2 separate regions of the Sus scrofa genome follow, and region 2 is linked to region 1. The links are chromatin contacts, called in public Hi-C maps. All regions are on one chromosome and are shown on one strand. The core of a region is the stretch at or near the end of the contact, and the rest is flanking DNA. Distances in the headings are between cores, read along the strand shown.

Region 1 (6,053 bases), core at 2,807-5,306:
TTTTTTTTTTTGTCTTTTTGCCATTTCTTGGGCCGCTCCTGCAGCATATGGAGGTTTCCAGGCTAGGGGTCGAATCGGAGCTATGGCTGCCAGCCTACACCAGAGCCCCAGCAATGCAGGATCAGAGACACATCTGCAACCTATACCACAGCTCACGGCAATGCTGGATCCTTAACCCACTAAGCCAGGCCAGAAATCGAACCCACAACCTCATGGTTCCTAGTCGGATTCATTAACCACTGACCACGACGGGAACTCCTCAACTGAAGCATTTTAAGAATTGTGACATTGCATAGTTTTTTGGGTTTTTTTGTTTTGTTTTTAAAAGTCATTTAACTGCTAATCTTAGGATTACCCTACCTGGCAACCTGTTGGAAAATTGTGAAATGCACTTTCTGAGGATAATGTTTGTATTCATATTTATATAATGTTTGTATTAACACTAGTTACTGTTGATTGTATTTCTGTTAGGGGTATATTTTCTCCTTTCTCAAACCCTTTTGGATGTGGGCACATTATCCTCATTTCACAAGGTGATCACCACAGCTGGTAAATAATGGAGCATTAGTTTAAACCAGGTTGCAAATCCAAAACCCATGGACTTTTTTTATCCTTCCTTGGACTTTATAAGAAGAAAAATGGGTATTAGAAGTTGGATGGAATAACATAAGCTGTTCCATATGTCTTGTGGTTCCTACTTTTTCCTCTCTGCTGTATGCAGCAAATAGCCCCAGCCTATGTTTGTTCTTGGTGTGTAACATTTAAGCCTGGGAGAGTTTCTTTAAAGAGTTATAAAGTTACATAGCTTAACCTGTGGTAACAAATTCTCTATGGCAACAGAATGTGATTTTGAAAGCATTTCCGACTTCAGTGTAGACCCAGGTGGAAGAAAACAAACCCGGAGCATAGGACTTGATAGGCATATGTGGGAAAAAGAAGGATCCTTTGAAACCTTCTGCTCTCTAAAAAATACAAACCTTTAATAACCACACACATTACTTTTTTATTTTATTTTGTTTTTATTAAAGTATAATTGATTTAGTGTTGTCAGTTTCTGCTGTACAGCAGTGACCCAGTCATACAAATATATATATATATATTCTTTTTCTCATACTGTCTACTTTCATTTGATCAGTTTTTAAGATTCATTAAAGCATACCAGTAGAAAGAATAACTTGAAATTTTTACCTCCATTTATTTTTAACAGAAATGAACATGATTTTTAAGCAAGGAAAAAATAAGGCATGTTAAATAAACATTTTGACTAAAGTCACTGGGCCAAAGCAGAATATTACCAGTGTAGAATGAAGTTGTGTCAAATAAGAATACATAGGAAATAGTATAAAATTTAATTCACATCTTTATTAAAATTTAATAGTTTTAAGTTTGACCTGATAGTGAAAGAACAGTCCTTTCTCAACATTACCATCTTCTAGATTGCTCTTAATTCATGAAACAGAATACTGACTTTCTCCTGGTACATTATCTCAAACCAGGTGTGTGCTATAGAAAATTATAATTTAGGAAGTTTTTCCAGAATATGTTTTCTAAAAGGAATTTTGTGCTTAGGATTCTTTTTTATTTTGACTGTGCCTGAGGCGTGTGGAAGTTCCTGGGCCAGGGATTGAACCCATGCTGTAGTAGTGACTTGAACCACTGCGGTGACAACACTGGATCCTTAACCCACTGTACCACAAGGAACTCTTATTAGGATTCTTGATTTAGTGAATTTTGAAGGTACTTTAGCTGCTGAAATTTGTTAGCACAGTAAAACAATCTTTTGGACTAGGTTTTGTTTAAATGTTTTCTGTCTACATACACTTACAACTACACAACACACCATTTTATATAAAGAACTTGAACATCCGCAGATTTAGGTATTCGTGGGGGGCTCTTGGAACCAGTCCTCTGAGGATACTGAGGTACAGGTATATATAGTTATATTCTTGACATATTCTTAGCAAAGTCTATTGTCTTTGACATTTGACTAGCAAAAATGAAATGTGTTTGAGATATCTCATTTTTTCTAATATATTTCTTCATATATTTATATTTATATCTGGATTGAGGATAATTTGTCATACTTGTTATACATGGTTTTGGCCATTTTTAGTTCTTGAAAAATTTGGAGGTGGTGGTACTTTTTTTTTTCTCTAATGTGAGTAATAGAACTCTCCCTTGAAAGACACATGACTTGAATGAGATATGTACAATTTAAAAAATTGGAGTTCCTGTTGTGGTGCAGTGGCAGTGAATCCGACTGGGAACCATAGCTTGTGGATTTGATCCCTGGCCTCCCTCAGTGGCTTAAGGATCTGGTGTTGCTATGAGCTGTGGTGTAGGTCTCGGACGTGGCTCGGATTTGACGTGGCTGTGGCTGTGGCGTAGACCAGTGGCTACAGCTCTAAGTTGACGCCTAGCCTGGGAACCTTCATATGCCATGGGTGTGGCCCTGAAAAGACAAAGAAAATTTTTATAGTGAATGTTTATTTAACATTATGAATGATAAAAAGTTAATCAGAATTAAGAGTTTTTATATAATCTAATATCTATAATTCTTTCTCGTGTTAAATTTTCATAAATAGTTGTGGCTCAGAAAAGTAAAATAATATTCCTAGAGTTATCTAGCCAGTGCACTCTATCTCTTTATTCATATTAATTGTCAAGCTAGTTCTTTATTAATTTAATCATTTGAAAGACTCTTGTATTGTCCATAGCATTAACAGTTTTCACAATCACTAATTGTTGTAGTGTTTTATTTAATCTTACAGTAAGTACGCATTTTTGCTTTAACTGGCCTTCAGAATTTTCGCATCAAAAGCGTTTAAGGAGATTTGTACTTTAAATTGTGTACTTGATCCTTGACCACATAAACGTTCAGTAGGCATTCAACTGTTTGGCCTTAAAAATGGCAAAGTTGAACTTGAGTGCATCCCTACTGTTTATCATCTTTGAGTCTTGGTTTCCTCATCTGTAAAATGCGAAATGACAGCATGTACCTCATAGGTCTGTTAGGGTTAAAAGAGAGCATTCTTGTAAAGTTCTTAGGGACTTAGGGACATCCCTTTATTTGGAGAGCTAGGAATGAAGATTCAGTGGAAATAAGATGATTACTCAGCTTTATATGAGTATGACGTCCCTTTGCACGACCATCCAGTTTCTGATGTATTTTTTTCCTGGTCAGACTCATCTGCAGCAGTAATACTCTCCCTTGAAACAGCAGGGCATTAGAGCCCTGCTTTCTTCTAGTGGGAGGGTGATTTGAGGGAATCATCTGACAGTTACCCCACAAACAAGGTCCCTGTGCCTCCCCCCCTTTTTAAAATATCTCCTACTCAGAAACTACCTTCTGTTTTGCTCACTAGAATTACACCAGCCCTGGTGTTGCATATACATACAACTTACTGAGGACTTTGGAAGAGCCAAACACTATGTTAACACTTTGCGTTCAGGTTCACTTAATCTTACAGTGAACCTAGTACTCCCACTTTACAGATAAGGAAATTGAGCTGCAGAGAAATTTAAATAAATAGCCCAAGATCCCACAGGTGGTAATGTCAGAGTAAGGAATCAAACCAAGTCTGCCTGACGTTCCAGCTCACATTCTAAACATTGCCCTATAAGAATTTTGTTTTTAATCATTTAACAACATAGAATTTGTACCAAACATAGTAGTTGCTCAATTTATCTTCCTTCTTTGCATTGTACTATTGCCATTCTAGCTGTTAAGGGAAGAGTCTCAGTACTATGTCAAAAAAGGAAGACAAAAACTGAGAGCATCAGTGCTAAAATTTTCTCTAGTGAATCTGCATGTGTGTGAATGCATAACTAGTCTAGCAATGAGTTCCCTACAAGCACCTAAGGTAATAATAGCTTCCTATTCATTTTAAGGTGAATCAGTGAATCCCCTCTCTCTCCTACCTTCTCCTTCCCTCTCTTCCTTTCCCTTCTCCCTCCCCCTCCCCCTTTCTGGCATTTAGGCTCTCCCACTCCATCTCAGTGGAGTTGTGGTTGATTTTGTAGAACTCCTTGAGGTTTGGCACTGTTAGGGTGACGTGGTTTCATGGAAGACATTGCAGTAACCCTTAAATAAGGAACTAGGTGCTACAGTTCCTGTCAGAAGTAGACTCAGCAAAACATGCCTTTTGGGAGGGCTGACCTGGTGGTTTTTCTCTGCTCTTAAAGCCAGGACCCAGATAGGATGGGCTTACGATATTCATGGTGCTTGGGCAGCCGTAAGTGAGTATCAGCTTCTGAACAGCTGCATTCTTGACCTTGATTGTTTCTTCTCTGCCGTTTGATCTGGCTTTTTACTATATCTCAACAAGGCATATCTTTGAGCTTCCTCCTGAACGACTAGTGTCGTTACTACTGGAAAATTGTTTTCCCCTGCAGTTGATTTGACAGGGTTTTACATGTATGTTAGTATCAAATTGAGCTTTTCTTAAGTTGCAACATACTAGACTAGGTAAGAAAACAGAGGTTGATTGGCTGTTGATTGTTGCATAACAGCTGAAACGCTGGGAAATTAGTTGAAGTCCACCCTGGGCTTACTGAATTTTGTTGTACCACATACATAAACTTTGAGGTTTGGCGTCAGCCGTGAATACTCACTTTGGATGCTGTAACTCCCTCTCTGAGGAATAGCCACTCAATTTGTGTTTTTCTACAGTTAAAAACTTGCTGTGGATACTATTTAAAATGTATGATAACAGGATTAGCTTCTGATAAATATTATATATCAGACTTACAGTTGCATAATTTGAATGTGTGCTTATAGTTTGAAACTGTTAGAGGATAATCATTACTGTTGGTAGCATAAAGATGTGCAGAGTTTTGAAATTAGATCTAGGTACAAATTCTGGCCTTTTCACTTGTTAGCTGTGAATGGGGCAGTTTACTCCTTAAGCCTCAGTTTCCTCACATGAAAAATAAAAATATACTGGCCCATGCCTCAAAGTGGTTGTGAGGATTAAAAGTAATACTCACCTGGTGCCGTTCTACTCATTAGTTTCATTCTTTTGTTTTTTTCCCCTTTGCTGCCTTCTTTCTAGTATGTTTTCACCCCACTAAGAATACAATCCTAGTTCCTACGTGATCTGCAAAGCTCTGTGAGACCTGAACTCTGCAACTCTCAGACCTCATTGCATAACGTTCCCTTTATCTCTTTATTTCTGTTGCTTTCTGTGCACAGCTACACTGGCCCTAGCCACACCAGCCAGCTGGTTGCTACCTCAGGTTCTGTGCCTTTGCTGTACTCATAGCCTGATACATTCTGTCCTAGTAGCTCCACATGCTAGCTCTTTTATATGATTCAGAACAGTTGTCATATCTCCTCTGAGATTTTCCTGACACCTGTCTACAGAAGCCACTATCTCCTCCACTCCAAGGAATTCTCTGCCGTAAGCACCTTGTTTTATTTCCTTTGAAGCGCTTACCTCGAATGGTGTTCATACCCCTTCATACTATAAGCTCTGTTAGAGTAGCAACCTTAGCTGTCTTATTTATTCAGTAATATATTTCTCCCACCTCGGAATATAATAGATACTGCATGAATATTTGTTGTTTAAATGAAAAAAGTAACCTAGACCATTAATTTTTTGAAAAAATTTTTTAAAAAGATATCTTGAAATATATCTTGAAATATGATAGAGAAGACCAAATTCCAGGTAGAATGCCTTTGTAACAATGCATCTCATCTGTAGTGTTATCTTTTTTGATGGACTTTTGGAAGCGATTTATTTGGTAATAGAAAAATTCCTGTATGAACATTTGAAAACAAGTATTTGTACAGAGCTTATACATTTTCATATATTGAGAAATAGTATTTTTGTAATTGCTATGTATAATACCTAATTTCCTCCTATTTAGCTAGGATTTAGATTTTCATTTTGAACTTACACAAATTTCTCTGTTTATGCTGTAAATATCTTCTGGGATCTTTGTATAAACATACCTTTTTAGACAGTATGTGCTCATATGAAAGTGATTTTTGTTGGTTAAGATATGAGTGTTCAGTAGAGTATTTCTTAGTACCTTTTTAAAAAAGGTAA
Region 2 (5,867 bases), core at 1,524-4,023, 140 kb after region 1:
TTAGTGTAGCAGGGGAGGGGAGGAGAGGCACGTATCCTTAGTAAGGATAGTGGTGCGATGGGGAAGCACATTCTCTCTTACTAGAAAATGAATACAGATGTGGCCTCAACGACTTTGTTATGCTTCTTGCTGTGGGTCCAGCAGCTTGGAACTGCCCTGTTCACCCCTCTCTATTCTTTAGACATTTAGTGACTATTATGGGCCTGAGGCTGGAAATAGAGATGTAAAGTTTAAAAAGACAAATTAGATTCCCTCCAGTAATTTTCTGTCCAGAGGAAGAGTGTGGCCATTTCAGTAGAGTATCGTGATGGAGGCAGGCATGGGATACCAGAAGTGCAGAGGTAGGGAGTCAGAGAAGACATCATAGAGCCGAGTCTGCCAGCCCAGTCAAGGAGGGCAGAGAGGGAAGGGCTCAGGTGCAGGCAGCGGCGTGTTCAGAGCTGGAGGTGTGACAGAACATGGCAAGGGGTTAGAAACATACGCAATACCTGACAGGCCACATGAAGCTAGTGAGAAGTTGGAGCTTGATACTAAAGATGAAGGGAAGCCATTAAAGAGTTTCTGGGAATGAAAGGCAAAAAAGTTGTAATACAAATCATTAAGGACAAATGCTTCAGCCTCCTTGACTCTTTCCGGAAGACTGTTGGTTAGTGTGGCTTAAAGTCTTTAGTCTCTAGTTCACTAGAGTCTAGACCCTGGAACATGAGTTCTGTTGCATTATGTGCGGAAGGGCATAAAGGCATTGAGTTTGGGGGTAGGTGGTGTGGTTTCAAGAGTCATGTGGGTTTCTGTTTGCAAATTGCAATTCTGCTTTTTTCCTCTTGAGCAGTTAAGACGATTTCTTTGTCAAATTTTATCCTTATTTCCAAGTAGCAGAGAACTAGACAAATTAATGAGGTCCAGTGGTTTCTGGTTCTTAAGAAAAATATCCTCAAAATGTTCCCCTTTGCTGATTAGAATGAGTCACTCCTCAAGGGTCTCTTTCTGCAAGGCTTCCTAGTGCCCAGAAAGGGATGTTGGTGAGAAACTCTGGCATTAACATTCAGTGATATATAACCTTTTCATAACTGCTGGCTTCTAGAATAGTTTCACGACTTATATGGAAACGGTCATGATCACAAACGGTGGAAATTACAAGGAGCCTAGCATCCATGTAACTCCCTTACCGTGTACTCCTGGAGAGGAAAACAGTGGGAGCAAGAATAGAGTTGTGACTGAGATAACACCTTCCAGGTTTTTTCCTCTTGAGATTCCCTGAATGAGCTTTTCCCAGGAGAGTCTCTCATGCTGCTATTGGTAAATGAACTTGGATGTCTCTTCTGATTGATTAATATCAGGAAAATGACCAGACAGTGATGTTGGCAAGAGAGGAACCCTGATATGCCCAGGAGTGGGAGTGAAAGACCAAGGCCCAGAATAGTTTCACTCCGCCCCACTTCCAGACAAAAGTGGAATTGCTCCTGATCGCCACTTTTATGGCAATAGCATTAGCCAGGATCCCTCCAGTTGGCCTATTGATTACTTAGTCCCTCTCTAACCATGCCCTGAAGGATGGTCTGTCCTAGTGATAATTTATATGACTAAGAAATTGAAAACTCTTCTGCAACATGAACCTTATAGAACAATCCAGTGGATTTACTTCAAAAAAGTATCTTTCTTCAGGAGATGAAGCATAAGGAAGGAGTCTTGTAGAATCACAGAGGAAGGGAGCCTGTGGAGAAATGTGGTCCTTGCTTTCATTTTATGGATGAGAGAACTGAGGCCTGTAGAGAAGGAACTTGCATAGAGTCACATTAACTAGTTAAGAGAGCCAGGACCTAAATCTCATTTATTGTGACAGCTGTTATTCTCGTTCTCCTTTAGTGTTAATAAGTTGGTATTTGATATACTGTAATCAAGGTTGTGTCAGGGTGCTTGTCTTTTGGATTAAATAGACATAAGATCTAAAACAGACATTTGAATAGGTGGCATGAGCCAGGCCCTGTGCTGGAGATGTCATTGAAGATTCAGCAGTAGGTAAAGGGACCCTACCCTGGAGGAGCACCCAGTGGAGGAGAAAACCGAAAGATGACCCAACCCATTGTAACTGGTGTGTTAGGAAAAGACCTGTGAACCAAGTAAGCATTGAGGAAGGAATGGGAAAAAAAGCTTTGGGGTCTAGGGTTCTGGCAGTCTCCATTCTAGTATCCTGTAGCCCATACCTCTGAGCCAGCAGAGCATTGTGGCTCATGATTAGTGGGTCGCCATAGGCAGGGCCTGTGGTGCTTCCTGAATCAACGTGTGAAGTGTTGTGTGGATGGTGTCTGTCCGATTTTCTCAGGGAGCCTTTCCCTGGAGGCGCTCTTTCATGGGGTGTCCCCACAGGCAGCTCTTTTATTTGTTTCTTCTTCACCTCTGGCCTCCTGACATAGTTGTTTTATGACATCATAGCAGCAGTATGAGCTGACCACAGCCCTTTGGAGGCACAGAGGGCTGGGCTTTTACATCAGTGGCCCTTGTGGACCAAGAAATGAGAAATAGAGTTGAGATAAAAATTGTGTCCTTGGTGTATTGTGGACTCTGCTTCATCTTTTGGGGAAATCTCTGCTTCATCTTTCAGGAAGTCTCCCACTTTCTCTTGACTCAGGGTTCCCAGAGGTGCTTTGGGGTAGTTCTGATGATATTTCTTCAGAGGCTCTTGACTCAGGGTGCTGAGTTGCAAAAAGCTCAGAGTAGTTAGGATCCCAAGTTGAACTACATAAACAGGCAGATTTTCATAATCATACTCTACTTTTGACAGAGTCATACAAATTTCACAACCCCTTTTAAGGTGGATGTTGTTATTGTGTATATATGTCAGTGCCCATATGTGTATGTATAAATACTTATCATTTGTGTATTATTTGTGCCTTAGACTTATCTACCGATGACAAACACTTTCACTTTTAGTTTTGGTAGCCTTTCAGCTTCCTGCCCAAGAAGTTCCAGATGTCTAGTTTTCATTAATCGGAAATCACATCTGCTCTGTTTCTCCTCCAAATGACATCTCATGCCTGCTTCCTGAAAGAGGCCTCAGACTGTAATTTCAGTTAGTCACATTCACACATGCAAGTGGCTTCACCTGGAAGTCCAAAGGTTGCTGTGGCGGGGGAAGATCAGACTCTGGGATCTGTTTGCTGGGTATTAATGTCACCATGGATTTTGCCCTCCTTTCAGATTGCAGTGCTTTTGTCCATAAAGGCTGTCGAGAAAGTCTCACCTCCTGTGCAAAGGTCAAAATGAAGGTAAGACATTTCTGGCTAAACCAATAAAATCCTCAGACCTGGGGTAACTCGAGGTTGTAGTTTTTGTTTAATTATTTGGTGCCATTTGAGACCAAAATAACCAAAAATGACTTTTCTTTTCTTGATGAACACATATGGGAATTTGCAGCTTTTGGAAGGTAAAATACTTTGAGAATTTCTCCACATTAATAATGTACACATTTCTCTGTGATGTTAATCTGTGTCACTGTTGAAGTGGCTTTCTTCTCAACCATGTCTGCACACCTGCTCTGTTATTAGGAGCCTGGCTTCCTCCTCGAGGACTGTGTGGGCAGCAGGTGGAAATTGGGGGGCTCTGGCAGGCTGGTGGTCTGGGGAGTGTCAAGGGTAAAGGAGCCTGTCAGGCACCACTTTACTCCGCAGGTTCCTGTGGATGGCTCTGATCACATGACAAGAGTGGGGAGTGTATGGTGTACGTGCTCTGAGTATGCAGGCCATGTGGTAACATGCACTGCATGTCAAGAGGCCCTTAAAGAGTGTGGGAGTAGGGGCAGATGGACATTTAGATGGCCTCTGTGGTTTTCAGCATTGTAGTTACTCATAAATGTCATTTTGTTCCTTGTCAGAAGAGTAGTCTCCAGCTGTGTCTGTATAGATGCTCAGCATACTGTGTGCTTCACCAGTAACCAAATGCATTTCTCTAGTGCAGTGGTCTCAAACTTGAATGTGCATCAGAATCACCATGGACACTTGTTAGAAAATGACACTGGGCCCCACATCCAGAGGTTCAGATTCTGGGTAGGGGTGAAATTCCTAGATGATGCTGATGCTGATGATGCTTAGAGAAGTATTGAACTAGTGTAAAGATGACAGACTTCTATACCTGGACCTCATTTGGCCCATGGACATGGGTCTTGTTTGGCTCTTGGCATGTTTTTTTTTTCTCATTTGAATAGTATATTTATTGAAAAAGCAGATTTCGCATCAATTTGGATTTCTGATTTCTCCTGAAAATTCAAATGGAAGCTCTCACAGGCCTGATGTTTCCCCTTACCCAGCATTCCCAATTCCCACATTGTGGTTTATGGTGTGTTTTTGGTTTGTTTATTTGTTTGTTTTAATGGCAACACCCAGGGCATATGGAAGTTCCCCTTCTAGGGGCTAATCAAACCCATGTCTCCTCAGCGATCTGAGCCACTGGAGTAGGATTTTTTTTTTTTTTTTTTTTTTTTTTTTTTTTTGCCTTTTCTAGGGCCGCTCTCGTGGCATATATGGAGGTTCCCAGGCTAGGGGTCTAATCGGAGCTGTAGCTGCCGGCCTGCACCACAGCAACACAGGATCCGAGCCGTGTCTACAACCTACACCACAGCTCACAGCAAGGCCAGGGATCAAACCTGCAACCTAATGGTTCCTAGTCAGATTCGTTAACTACTGAGCCATGACGAGAACTCCTGGAGTAGGATTCTTAACCTGCTGCACCACAGTGGGAACTCTGCCCTTTTTTTTTTTTTTTTTTTTTTTTTTTTCCCATGGTGCTTATCACCTTCTCAGGGCTTATCTAACAGTATTTACTACATTTACTTTTTATGATCTGTACCTTCCTCCAACTAGAAACTTGCCAAGCCATGTGAAGTCAGGAATGTTTGATCCATGGACAGATCCTTAAGCACCTAGAACAGTCCTTAAATGTTGAAGAGAGGATGGCAAGTGATAATCAGCTGTGGCTGAAGATGTACTGGTCCTAGATTGCCACTTCCTTCCTCCTCTAACTTGCCAGTATCATTCATTACCTGCCTGACTCCCTTAGGCATTTGAGTTTGTGATCTCTAATAAGGCAGTAGTTATTTGTGAATGTGCTATAGAGAAGGATCATGTAGCATATCCCAATAAGAGATTATATCCTAAAAGGGGGAGTTTCACTTTAAATTGAGCCTTTTTCACTAATGATTTGTCTCAGACTAATTGCTTCAACCTATAATTTCTCACACAGTGTCTCTGTTCCAGGCTACAGCAAAAGTCTTAAAATTAGCACTTTACATGAAAATTATTTAACACTTTATAAGTGCAGTCATCAGAGAAACAGAAGCGAAAAAGGCACAGATGCTGCTCATAAGGAACCAGCATTCTGGTGGGAACAATGGACATGCAGACAGTGACCGTAAATAAAGAAAAACCTAGGTTAGGGGTGTGCAGAGGATCTGAGGGGGTGCCAGTCATTGTCTCCAATGAGGAGAAAAAAGACGCTGACGGTGGAGGGAGGTGTTACCTTGAAATAGAAGAATGCCAGGCCTGTGAAGGTGAGACAGGAGAGACAGCATTTGCAGGTCACAGTGCTTGGCAGGTTCAGAGGGAGCTGTGGCTGGGACTTAGGAGGCTGAGGACCTTTGGCAGGAACAAAGCAGGACAGTAGGAGCAACAGGCTTTCTTCCTACTCTAGCCTCTTGAAACGTGACAGAAGAGAAATTGTGAATGAAATCTTTCTTTTTCTTTCAGCAGCCCAAAGGGTGCCTTCAAGCACATGACACGTCATCACTACCCACAGTCATCATGAGAAACAAGTGTAAGTAGCTCAGCCCACTTCTCTTAATTCCTTTTTGCCTCTGGTTCAAGGCTTTAAACATACTT

The links. Hi-C and Micro-C count contacts between places; a contact is called where the count stands out from the background.
Region 2: a contact with region 1 is called in a Hi-C map of liver, with 7 times the contacts expected there. The contact joins two enhancer-like sites. A contact is called at or near these places in 1 of 47 Hi-C or Micro-C datasets (liver) and 1 of 2 datasets of contacts at active chromatin or transcription factors (alveolar macrophages).

The regions. Positions count from the first base shown.
Region 1 is chr7:88,047,420-88,053,472 of Sscrofa11.1, forward strand. All of the region lies in intron 5 of AKAP13 (A-kinase anchor protein 13), which reads left to right. Among named protein-coding and RNA genes, the nearest start is that of AKAP13, 160 kb to the left of the region's middle. Within about 2 kb of position 4,057, at least 7 of the 83 cell types and tissues checked have an H3K27ac peak or open chromatin away from gene starts, as enhancers often do. A contact at or near this core is called in alveolar macrophages and liver, where this site is marked.
Region 2 is chr7:88,183,763-88,189,629 of Sscrofa11.1, forward strand. AKAP13 (A-kinase anchor protein 13) reads left to right here. Exons shown (of 38, transcript XM_021099912.1): 19 at 3,196-3,263; 20 at 5,736-5,802. Among named protein-coding and RNA genes, the nearest start is that of KLHL25, 110 kb to the right of the region's middle. Within about 2 kb of position 2,774, at least 28 of the 83 cell types and tissues checked have an H3K27ac peak or open chromatin away from gene starts, as enhancers often do. A contact at or near this core is called in alveolar macrophages and liver, where this site is marked.